2 separate regions of the Sus scrofa genome follow, and region 2 is linked to region 1. A link is a contact called in public Hi-C data. All regions are on one chromosome and are shown on one strand. Each heading gives the region's core, a stretch centred on a gene start, on an enhancer-like site or on the middle of the called end of the contact. The rest is flanking DNA. Distances are from core to core; before and after follow the strand shown. Region 1 has its middle 290 kb from the start of TXNL1. Region 2 has its middle 160 kb from the start of TCF4.

Region 1 (5,079 bases), core at 1,600-4,099:
TTTCTTTTGGCTTGTTTTTGTTTTTCTTTTTACAGGCACACACCTGCAGCAGTTGAAGTTCCCAGACCAGGGGTTGAATAGGATCTGCACCTGAGGCCTATGCCACAGCCGCAGCAATGCCAGATCTATGCTGCATTTGCAACCTATACTGCAGCTTGCACCAATGCTGGATATTTAACCCACTGAGCGAGGCCAGGGATCGAACCCACATCTTCACAGAGACCATGTTGGGTTCTTAACCCACTGAGCCACAGTGAGAACTCCCTGGGAAGATTATTTTCTAATTGTTGAAAATCTGCTGCTGTAGGGATTCTGTCCCCCACATCTGGATATGGACGTCCCAGAGCAGGTGAGACGCTCTCTGGTCTGGCCTCCTGACCCCAGGGGACTCCCGCTAGAGTCCCAGAGGGTGCAAAGCAGTTGTTTGTTCTTTTCCTCACTTGAAAACATAGTTTCTTCGTTGAAAGGAACTGATGAATCAAGTAGCTGATTGCCTCAATAAATAATTTCTCTTGGGTGAGTTGGCTACTTAAATGTGAAAAAAACGCATGGATAACCCCCACCTTGTAAATCTCTATAGTGACCATTTTAGGCTGAAGGGACAGATTGGTGGGAGAAGGCCTTTCAGTTGTAGTCAATATTGACATTCAAGTGGGTCTGGGAATCCTGTCAAAATGGAGATTCTGATTCCGAGGGTCTGGAGTAGAAACCAAGGTGCTACTTTTCTTTTATCTTTTTGTCTTTTTGCCTTTTCTTGAGCCGCTCTCGCGGCATATGGAGGTTCCCAGGATAGGGGTCGAATCAGACCTGTAGCCACCGGCCTACACCACAGCCACAGCAACACAGGATCCGAGCCGTGTCTGCAACCCACACCACAGCTCACGGCAACGCTGGATCCTTAACCCACTGAGCAAGGCCAGGGATCAAACCCACAATCTCATGCTTCTTAGTCGGATTCGTTAACCACCGTGCACGATGGGAACTCCAAGGTGCTGCTTTTCTAACCAGCTCTCAGACAGTGATGCTGCTCTGAAGACCATACTTGGACCAGACCTTAAATCACTGACAACAGCCAGGCAAAGTTCTTTCTCTGGACCCATGATATCTTCTCATGAGCCAGGCAAGGTAATTCCCACCCCTAATGGTGAATGAGCTTCTTAGCTTGGCTTTTTAGAAAAAAAGGAAGGGAAGTTTCTTATAATTGAAAAGGAAATTATTTCAAACTGGAATTCAGTTACCTAAACAAAGTTTTGTGAATGATGCTCTTGTTTTCCTACAACTGTTATTCATACTGTTTCAAAAATGCTGCAAAGATGGTACAGGACACACCTATGTGTGTGGGGGGGGGAGGTGGTGGTTGATATCATTAAGACTAACCATCTGTGGTGCAGAAATCCTGTCTTTAATTAGAAAAGCTTAAAAAACAGGCCAGGTCTCCAAAGTGGAGTGGGGTTATGAGTATTGACAAAATGTTAGAAAAAACATTATTTGCAGAATCAAAGTAGGGATCACTGCTCTCTCATCTCCCCTTCCATTTTTCTGTCCAGCTTAGTGGTCACAGTGGTATTAACTGTCCAGCCAGCTGTCCAACCTCCATCTGATGGTGCCACCGAGCTCTCTTTTGAGGGTGGCTTTGGGACGGGGGTGGAGGGAGTTTGGGTTTTTTCCCTTCACATTTGTTGCCCAGGACGTTCTCGGGGTGATGCTAAAAAATTAAGTTCCTGTCCTTACCGGAGCACTGCAAGTGTCCCCTGCTGTCCCCAGCACAGGAACACAGCCATGGGCCTGGGGCACTGAGCTAGGCCCAATGGGGAAGGCAAAAGGTGAAAAGAGCTGGGTCTCACCACTGTGGGTCTTATAAGGTAGCTTTGAGATCACTAACCACATCAGCAGGAAACCATAAGTTCTAAATGAATGATACACAGGATCAGGATGTGGGCTAACGAGCGCGTGGGGAAACTAAATGAGGTCATCAGAAAGGCTTCATCAAGGAGGTAGCAATTGATTTAGTCCTGGAAGGGAAGGGAGAATTAAATAGCGCCTGAGAGATCTAAGGTAGTACAGCCTCGAAGAACATCCTCTTCCCAAATCTCTTTCTGGGAATGGCGTGGGGAGAAGAGGAAAGCGGCACATTGATTAATTTTGATGATAGGAATTGCCAATGGCCCTCCTTGTGGCCCATCTGAATACCGTTAGCCAAGGGCAAGCACCACTTGCCAGAAGGGTTCTGTTTCTTGCTAAACACCACTCAGAATCAGGTATAGACAGGGATACAGTTAAATTCTACCTTCCTTATTAAATGCTTGCTTTCCAGGGAGATGCTGTAATCAGGCAGCCCAAATTTCTCCCTCAACGCCAGGAAACCCTTTAGCACCTGATTTCCAGCTTTCAAAACTGTCACTTACATTTTAAACCCAAAATATTCAATTTTTTACTCATTGGTAGATTCAGAATCATAATGGCCAGGCCAGAACAACTTCATAATGATCTAAAAACAAACAAACAAAAACCCACTAGAGCTTTATTTTTTTTTTTTTAATTTTAAACTTTAGGCTTCACGTTTCAAAGTTTTATCAGACTGCTGTCCCCCCCCAACCCCCCATAATTTAAACCATTGTTTTCCAAGGGAAATTTAATAATAAGAGCCCGCCATGTGTTTCTGCTTAATTTTGGAAGCCTGTGTTATGCAGTCAAAGATTCTCATTTGAAAATAATTCCTGTCCTTATTCTAGAACTGCCAGGGGAATAAAATTTGAAAAACATGTTGCAGCTCTCAAGTTTATGTTTTGCCTAAAGCCAAGCAGTGCTGGAAGATCAAAGTTTGGAGTGGAGATCTAAAGTTAGAACCACTGCCTTGCAAAGCGCTCACAAACCCAGAGTTGGGCCCAGCAGCTGCCTGTCCAGGTCCTCCGGTAATTAGCTCTGGTGCAGACGGAGGCCCCTGCCCCTCCTCCGGCTAGGGCCTGGGCCTCTGGGGCCCCTGTTGCCTGGGAAGCAGAGCCCCACAGAGATGGAGCAGGCAGGTATTTTTAGTCCACTGGTACACCCGGTATAGGCCCCTTGCATTCCACAATTTGCATATGGGAGGAGCAGGAGGGAACCCTGCCTCGCTTGTTGTTTGCTGGGTCTGCCCTTAGTGGGGGCTATTGTCAACATGATAGATTCAACTAATACTGTTTAAGGATGGGCAAACTGGGGCATGTTTGCTATTCTCAAGCTGCCTCTTGTTCTCTCTTAAAAAATGAGTATATGTATTGTGTGTATATGTAATATGAGTGAGTATGTATGTGTGGTGCATGTTTGTTTACATACAGAATGTATATTCTTAATATACATAGTTTATTAATAACATATTTAGTTTATTATGTAGTTTATATTTAAACTATAAAATAGTTTATACATGGAACTTTAAGTATATATTCTATATAGTTTATATAAAATATATATTTTAATATATATTCTACATAGTTTATATATATTTAAATATATATTCTATATAGCTTATATAAAATATATTTTATATATTGATACACACACACACACATATATATTTCGTAAGCCCTAAAGCCCAACTTCCCCCTCCCTTGTCAAATCTCTAACTTGACCCTTTTAGGCTTTTGTAGAATTGAGTGTAGACTGTGATTTCTTAAAGTACCAGAATGGCCTTCAGGGGTAGCAACAGAACTTTCAAAGGCTATCTACATTTCTCCCTTCACCTCCTCTGGCAAGTTCTATTTGCAGGTGGTGAGCCAGGCTAAAGGATCCAATAGCACATTCAAAATGTTACGAATCAGAAATTGTAGGCGTCCAAGTAGGTGGACATGAATAAATGCGGCTCTTTACTGCAAAGGTTCCCAGCCTTGCACCATTGAAAATGAACTTGACCTGCAAATGCCTCTTGGGCTAGCCAGAAAGGAAAACTGAACTTCGGGAGGCTGGCAAATGACGATGGGAAGCCCAAGTCATTCCCCTGCAGATGTGATCTGCTGGAATCCCACTGATGGCAAATGTTCCAAGGTACATTCCCCGACGTGGTACTAGTACTGTCAAGGCTTCCTGTTGACTGCCGTTCCCTTGGCAGCTGTTCATGGGGAAGCATGCAAAGCAGCTGCCTGTTTTCAATCCGAGCGAGCTCCCCAGCACTTCTCAATTTAAGATAGGCCATTTTTCCACAGAGCCTCGGTTTTCCAACGGCTTCTAACTTTGCAATCTTTGATACACTTTCTTGATGCAGTTGATAATAGGAAAAACAGGTGAACTGCTAAGTTTCACTCAAGCTGTCCACCTAGCTATTTTTACACTGTGTAAGCTGAATCAGCTCCTTGTATTCCTTTCCTAAAACAGAGGAGATCAGCTCCTTTTGAGCAAGAGGCAATAGGAAATGCATTCTCCTTTGCCATAGATGCTTACCCAATTCACCCGGAAAGTTTAGTGCAGGGGTCTCAGGAGAAACAGGTCTCTTTCTCCCAACCAAGTTCTGAACTTCACAACTCTCCCCATGGAAGTGGCCCAGTCAGTCAAAGCCTCTCTCTGTGGTGCTAGAAACCAGGACTAGACTCAAGTTTCTGGTAAAAATGAGACATTATTTTAATCCCTCTCTGCTTCTTCAAATGCCAGCACCTTGAGCTGTTTGAGGCAACCTCTTACAGTTGACAGTGGAAGGGTTAAGAATTTGGGGGCTGTAGGGATGAAACGATTGTATTTTGCATGTAAGAAGACATAAAATTGGAGGTGGCAGGGGAAAAACAGAGTGTTATGAACTGAATTGTGACTCCCAAAATTCTTAAGTCCCAAACTTCAGAATGTGACCACATTTGGGTCTTTGAAGAGGTAATTAGGTTAAAATGAGATCAAATGGGTCCTAATCCAATATGACTGATGTTCTTACAAGAAGGGGAAATTTGGACACAAAGTTACACGGAGATGGAAGACAATGTGTGAAGACACAGGAAGAAGACGGTTGTCTACATGCCAAGAGAGAAGCCATAGAAGAAATCAACCCTGCCAACACCTTACCCTTGGACTTCAAGCCTCCAGAATCATGAGGCAATAATGTCTGTTGTTTAAACCACCTGGTCT
Region 2 (5,079 bases), core at 1,619-4,118, 490 kb after region 1:
AGAGCTCATTGTGGGATGCAAACAGTAACGGCTAAAGGAGTAAGAAAAGGGAACACTCTGAGCAGGTAAGAACTGTCAGGAAAGAGGGGAGCCTCATTCTAGATGTAATTTAAGGCAGACACGGGATGCCTGAGGTGGAAGAGGAAAGTAAGCCAGGTCGGAGGAACTGCCCAAGGAAAGAGCTAAAGGGGAATGCACATAGTATGCTGGGAGAAATAAAACCAGAAGGCAGAATGAACTTGAGATCATGAACTAGACCAATTAAAGCTTGCTGTGGACCTCTGAGTGGCTTCCGAGCTCGCTCACTAAGCTCGAAGTGAAAGAGAACCCCAGGACAATCAGAAAAGCTGGGATCTGTAGACCCATTTTTGGCTTTACAAGATCCCCACACTGCCAGAATCACACACAGAAAACTAAATGCACCCAAAGCTCTGTCTGCCTTTTCCTAGGAGCTGAAAGAATCATGACAATACTGACTCATCTATTATAAAAAAAAAAAAAACCCTGGAGTTTGTCCCTTAGCTGATATGACCAGGTCTCAGCAGACCATGTTCCTCTATCTTTTATACCCCCCACAATGTGGACCAAATGCAGGACTAACTAAATACATATTGACAAACTATTGAAAGCCACTGTGATGAAGTCATCCACTAGACTGTGTGGAACTTCCCCCAAAGCTTTGACTGGGGACCAGACCCCACCAAGACCTCTGACCCTGAGTGTTTAAAAAGGCCATTAAAAGTATAGGATATTACTGGATAGGAGATATGATTGAGAATTAAAGGTCCTACTGGTCGATGTGGTTTGTACCAGTCCCATGGGTATCTTTGTGATACCTACTTGCACAAAGAGAAGTGTGTGAAAATGATTCAGTGAAATGAATAACTGTAGACTAACAATGAGAACAATGCTAGACAAAAAGTAATCCAATTTGATTCCAGGAGTAATCCCAGCCACAGGGCAGCTGCAAATCCCCACTTCAGATTTTGCTTTGTCAGCATGTTCTCTGACAAGGCATAGATTTCTCCTCCACCTCTTGACAGAAGTGACATTAGCTAATAAAGCCAGGTCTATATGGACAAGGTGAAATAAAGAATCCAAGCATAGAGACCTTGAACAGAAACCTGCCTGGCAGCACAGAAGTGGCCTTTTACAAAGAAATAATCCAGATAATTTATTTTCCCTTCTGCTCGTGTAGACCTGTTTCCCTGAAATTCTTTTCAATCCGCCTGAATACAGAAGAGCACCAGGGGGAGCTCACACATCTTCCTTCTTTTTCTCCCCCTCTCAGAGAAGGTTGGCTCTTGTATCCCAGGGAAAGGGTGGGTCAAAACAACATATCTGAAATAATTTAGCGATGTAAACACACAGGTAATATTCTAGATTTTTCTGGAAGGCTCTGCACTGTCTCACTTTGGGCACACCTAAAATCAGCGGTCAGTCAACTCAGCTGGCTCTGAGTTGTGGCCTCTTAAACTCCTGAATCAAAAAGCATAAGGGCACATCTCTATGTCTCCCTTAAAAAGAGAGAGAGAGAGAGAGAGAGAGAGAGAGAGAGAAATCGGGAAGGGGAGACAGAGAGAAAGAGAGATTCTGCTTCCTTGCAATTTGAAATGACATTTTTCAGAACACTTCAGTTTTAATCACAGTGGAGAGTAATGGAAGGGATTTGGGTCTTTGACTTTCTACATTAATCAATGGGATTGATTTTTTTTTTTTTAATTTTAAAGAAGAGAAATAGCCTCTCTCCCCACCCCCTTCTCTCTCTGAAAACATGAGACAAGGAGGAGAAACTCTAAATATATAGTTAACTGTTGTATTATCAGTATGAGTGGAGAGAATCAATGGTATAAAGAATCCTAAAGGACTAAATAATCCCCAGCTCTACTCCAGGAGTGTGTGTTTGTGACAGTGACATTCAGAGTGTAGAGAGCCCTAGCCTGCCCCAACTGGTGAGAGGGGGAGAAAAAAGAGCCCCTGCTTCTGACACTTGATGCACAGAAAATGCTCTTCACTCACTACTTTCAAGAAATGATACAGTTCTAATCTTAACTTTTGAAACTACAGATCACAAAATCTTTTAGAGATCCTAGCTCTGGAAGATCCCTTCATGAGGTCATCTAACCAAACCTCTACTTTAAGGCAGGTGAGATAAAACTGTTTTAAATTTTACTTTAATAGATGAAGTAGTTGAGGTTCAGAGAGGACAATTAAGAGCCTGAGTCAGGCAGTGAAACGATTTTTGTCTGTAAATTAAAAACCCACTCAGCATCCAATTCCCCATGCTTGCCCTTGCCCCCATTATAAAACTGTAAATAACGTTGTTTTAATATTCCAGGTCTAAACTTTGAAGAACCCACAACCCAAAAGAGGAAAGATGACTGAATCAAAAGGGAATGCAGAATAATGAAAAACTGAGGTAGCTAAACACCTGGAGGAAACGCTAGGATTGATCAAAGATCCCATCAAATGTGGCTTTCTCCCCAGGTTAAGGAGGCTGAACCGCAAAGAAACCACGGGGCAGCCGAGGAGACGACGCCTTTTGGGGCCCTGTGTCGCGCTGCAGTATGATCAGCTATAAGGCCGGGCGAGGCAGCTGCCGCTTGGCGCCCGAGCGGAGGCACCGCGTGGCAAGGCCGGCGGCGACAACGCAGGGCGGTTGGCTCCGGGAGGGTCGGCCGGGCGCGCCGAGGCGGCGCGGCTACCGCGAGGAGCGCGCTCCAAGCCCGACTTGTTGGAAGATCTCGTGGCGCTCGGTCGGCGACAGAGATAGCGGCGCCGCAAGAGCGCACGAGGGCACGCCCACCGCAGGCCAAAGGGCTGCAGTTACAGTGGCCCGCCAGGGGACAGGGACGCCCCCCCGGCCAGCGAAACAGGCTCGGCCTCCGCCGCCGAGCCGGTCCGGACCGCGCGCAGCGAAAATAATGGAGATGTAGCCAGCGGAGGCTCGTATAGCGAGATCCAAATCCAAGACTCTATGTCGGCGTGGATGGAGGGCTGGCGGCAGAGGGACAGGGGCTTTAATCGCGACAGAAGCCCTGTAGGTGGTTCAGACTTTTTCTTTTGCCCTCAGGGGTCGAGCATCCGAGGTTAAACTGCCTGCGACTCACATGTCAGTGCAGCAGTTTCCCTGAGACTTCAGCGGCGGGAGGCCGAGCACCTGTGCTCCGTGCCTCTTGTAGGGACAGCTGTGCGCATCCCTCGGGCCCACAGACCGCACCATCTGACCTGCCAGGAACGAAATCTGAGCCTCGGAATTTGAAGGGCCCCGCGCACGTTCCTTCTCGGATAAATCTCCTAGGAAAGGATCGTTATTCTCCACTCAGAGATTATTTAGAGAGATGTCCTGGACGGGATAGGTAAACATATGACAGCCCAAGGAAGACATGTAAAACTTTAAATTGTAGACACTTAAGCACCAACTGTCTGGAGCCCTGAAGGGGGGAAAAATTATCCATCATCAGAAACTGCCAGGGCTGCTGGCATTTTCTAAATCAGAGGATGTATTAACCAGAGTGTGGGAAGTTTTCTGAACACAGAATTCATATTTCTGAAGCTCGTGAAGGGAGTGCTTCAACTCTCTTTCTGGTTGTTGTATCTTAGATCCCTAATTCCTTGGTTTTAACCACCAAGAAGAATTCCTTATAAGCAAGTTATTAAAAGCATTTACATTAAATATTACTGGATGGGAAATATTTCGTTTCCCATGCTCATTGTATCATATTCACTATGAACATCTCTGTGATCCAGAATGTTTGATATCAGACAGGCTTTCACAAGAACCCAAGCAGGTGTTAAAGGGCCCCACAGCACCTTGCGCTTGTGCAAACAAAGGGAATCCAAGGATGCTGCTGATGAATACGAAGTAAGGAAAGACACCCTTTTTCCCCCTTATTTTTAAGCTACTCTCTTAACCCAAAGAAACATTCTTTCTTTGACCATAAGATGAAGATTATTTAATTGATAACTTTGAGGGCCTTGTTCCTCTGTCACTCTTGAAGTTTTTTTGGTGGGGGGGGGCTGTTTGGGGGGAGGGTTTTTTGGGGGGAGAGGGCTAAGTGGAAAGGGAGAAGGAAAAGAAATTTGTTACTGGCTTTATCGAACCCTGTTAGGTTCCGTTTCTAACATGATGTGGAATGGAGAAGTTGCAATAAGTACATGATGGGAAAATAAGGTCTGTTAGAAAAATGTTAGGAAATAGGAATTTAGTGCCCTGGAGAAAAAAAAGGTCAAGAAAACCTTTAGTTTCTGTGCCTTTTAGATAGATAAAATACCAACCTACGAAGAAGAGATAGGGGTGGAATATATTTCCCCAGGCACCTATCTATCCAAAACTTTACTTGCATTATCTCATTGAATTGTTTCCACAACTTGAGAAAAAGGGTATGAGTTTTAATCCAATCCTTTTACAGAGCAGAAACCTGTAGAGAGCCCAAAGCAAATTGCCTGAGGGCTTTTATAACTAGATAGGAGCAGAATTAGAATTGACTAAGGAAGGGGTAAAGAAGAACTTGAGAATTAGTGTTTTTAATCTTGATTAGTTACAGAGGAAAAATGGGAAATTAATTACTTTCTGGGAGGATCTTTAGATTAGTGGGGGGAAATGATATTAAGAAAGACAAGTCCAAGTGAATTTTTCTTATTTCCTATTAGTGGCTTCAAGAAAGGTGTGACAGGGAGTTCCTATCGTGGCACAGCAGAAACGAATCCGACTGGGAACCATGAGGTTGCGGGTTCGATCCCTGGCCTCGCTCGCTGGGTTAAGGATCTGGCGTTGCCATGAGCTGTGGTATAGGTTACAGACTCGGCTTGGATTTAGCGTTGCTGTGGCTCTGGCCTAGACAGGCAGCAACAGCTCTGATTCGACCCCTATCCTGGGAAAGGCAAGGGTTCTAGTGTTTGAATGTACCAAGACTCTGGGAAGAGGGCAGATAACTATAAAAGCAAGCTGTGAAGGTCTGAGCAGGTGGAGGAGAATGATTATGAAAAGCTTAGAGCAAGGTACCTCCACATCATAACCTCCATATGCCATGGGTACAGCCCTAAATAAAACAAAACAAAAATAGTGTGACAATTTGG

Evidence for each region. Hi-C and Micro-C count contacts between places; a contact is called where the count stands out from the background.
Region 2: a Hi-C map of fetal skeletal muscle shows a contact between it and region 1, with 4 times the contacts expected there. The contact joins two enhancer-like sites. A contact is called at or near these places in 1 of 47 Hi-C or Micro-C datasets (fetal skeletal muscle) and 1 of 2 datasets of contacts at active chromatin or transcription factors (skeletal muscle).

What each region holds. Positions count from the first base shown.
Region 1 is chr1:105,721,156-105,726,234 of Sscrofa11.1, reverse strand. No RefSeq gene overlaps it. Among named protein-coding and RNA genes, the nearest start is that of TXNL1, 290 kb to the left of the region's middle. Within about 2 kb of position 2,849, at least 18 of the 83 cell types and tissues checked have an H3K27ac peak or open chromatin away from gene starts, as enhancers often do. A contact at or near this core is called in fetal skeletal muscle and skeletal muscle, where this site is marked.
Region 2 is chr1:105,235,595-105,240,673 of Sscrofa11.1, reverse strand. No RefSeq gene overlaps it. Among named protein-coding and RNA genes, the nearest start is that of TCF4, 160 kb to the right of the region's middle. Within about 2 kb of position 2,868, at least 32 of the 83 cell types and tissues checked have an H3K27ac peak or open chromatin away from gene starts, as enhancers often do. A contact at or near this core is called in fetal skeletal muscle and skeletal muscle, where this site is marked.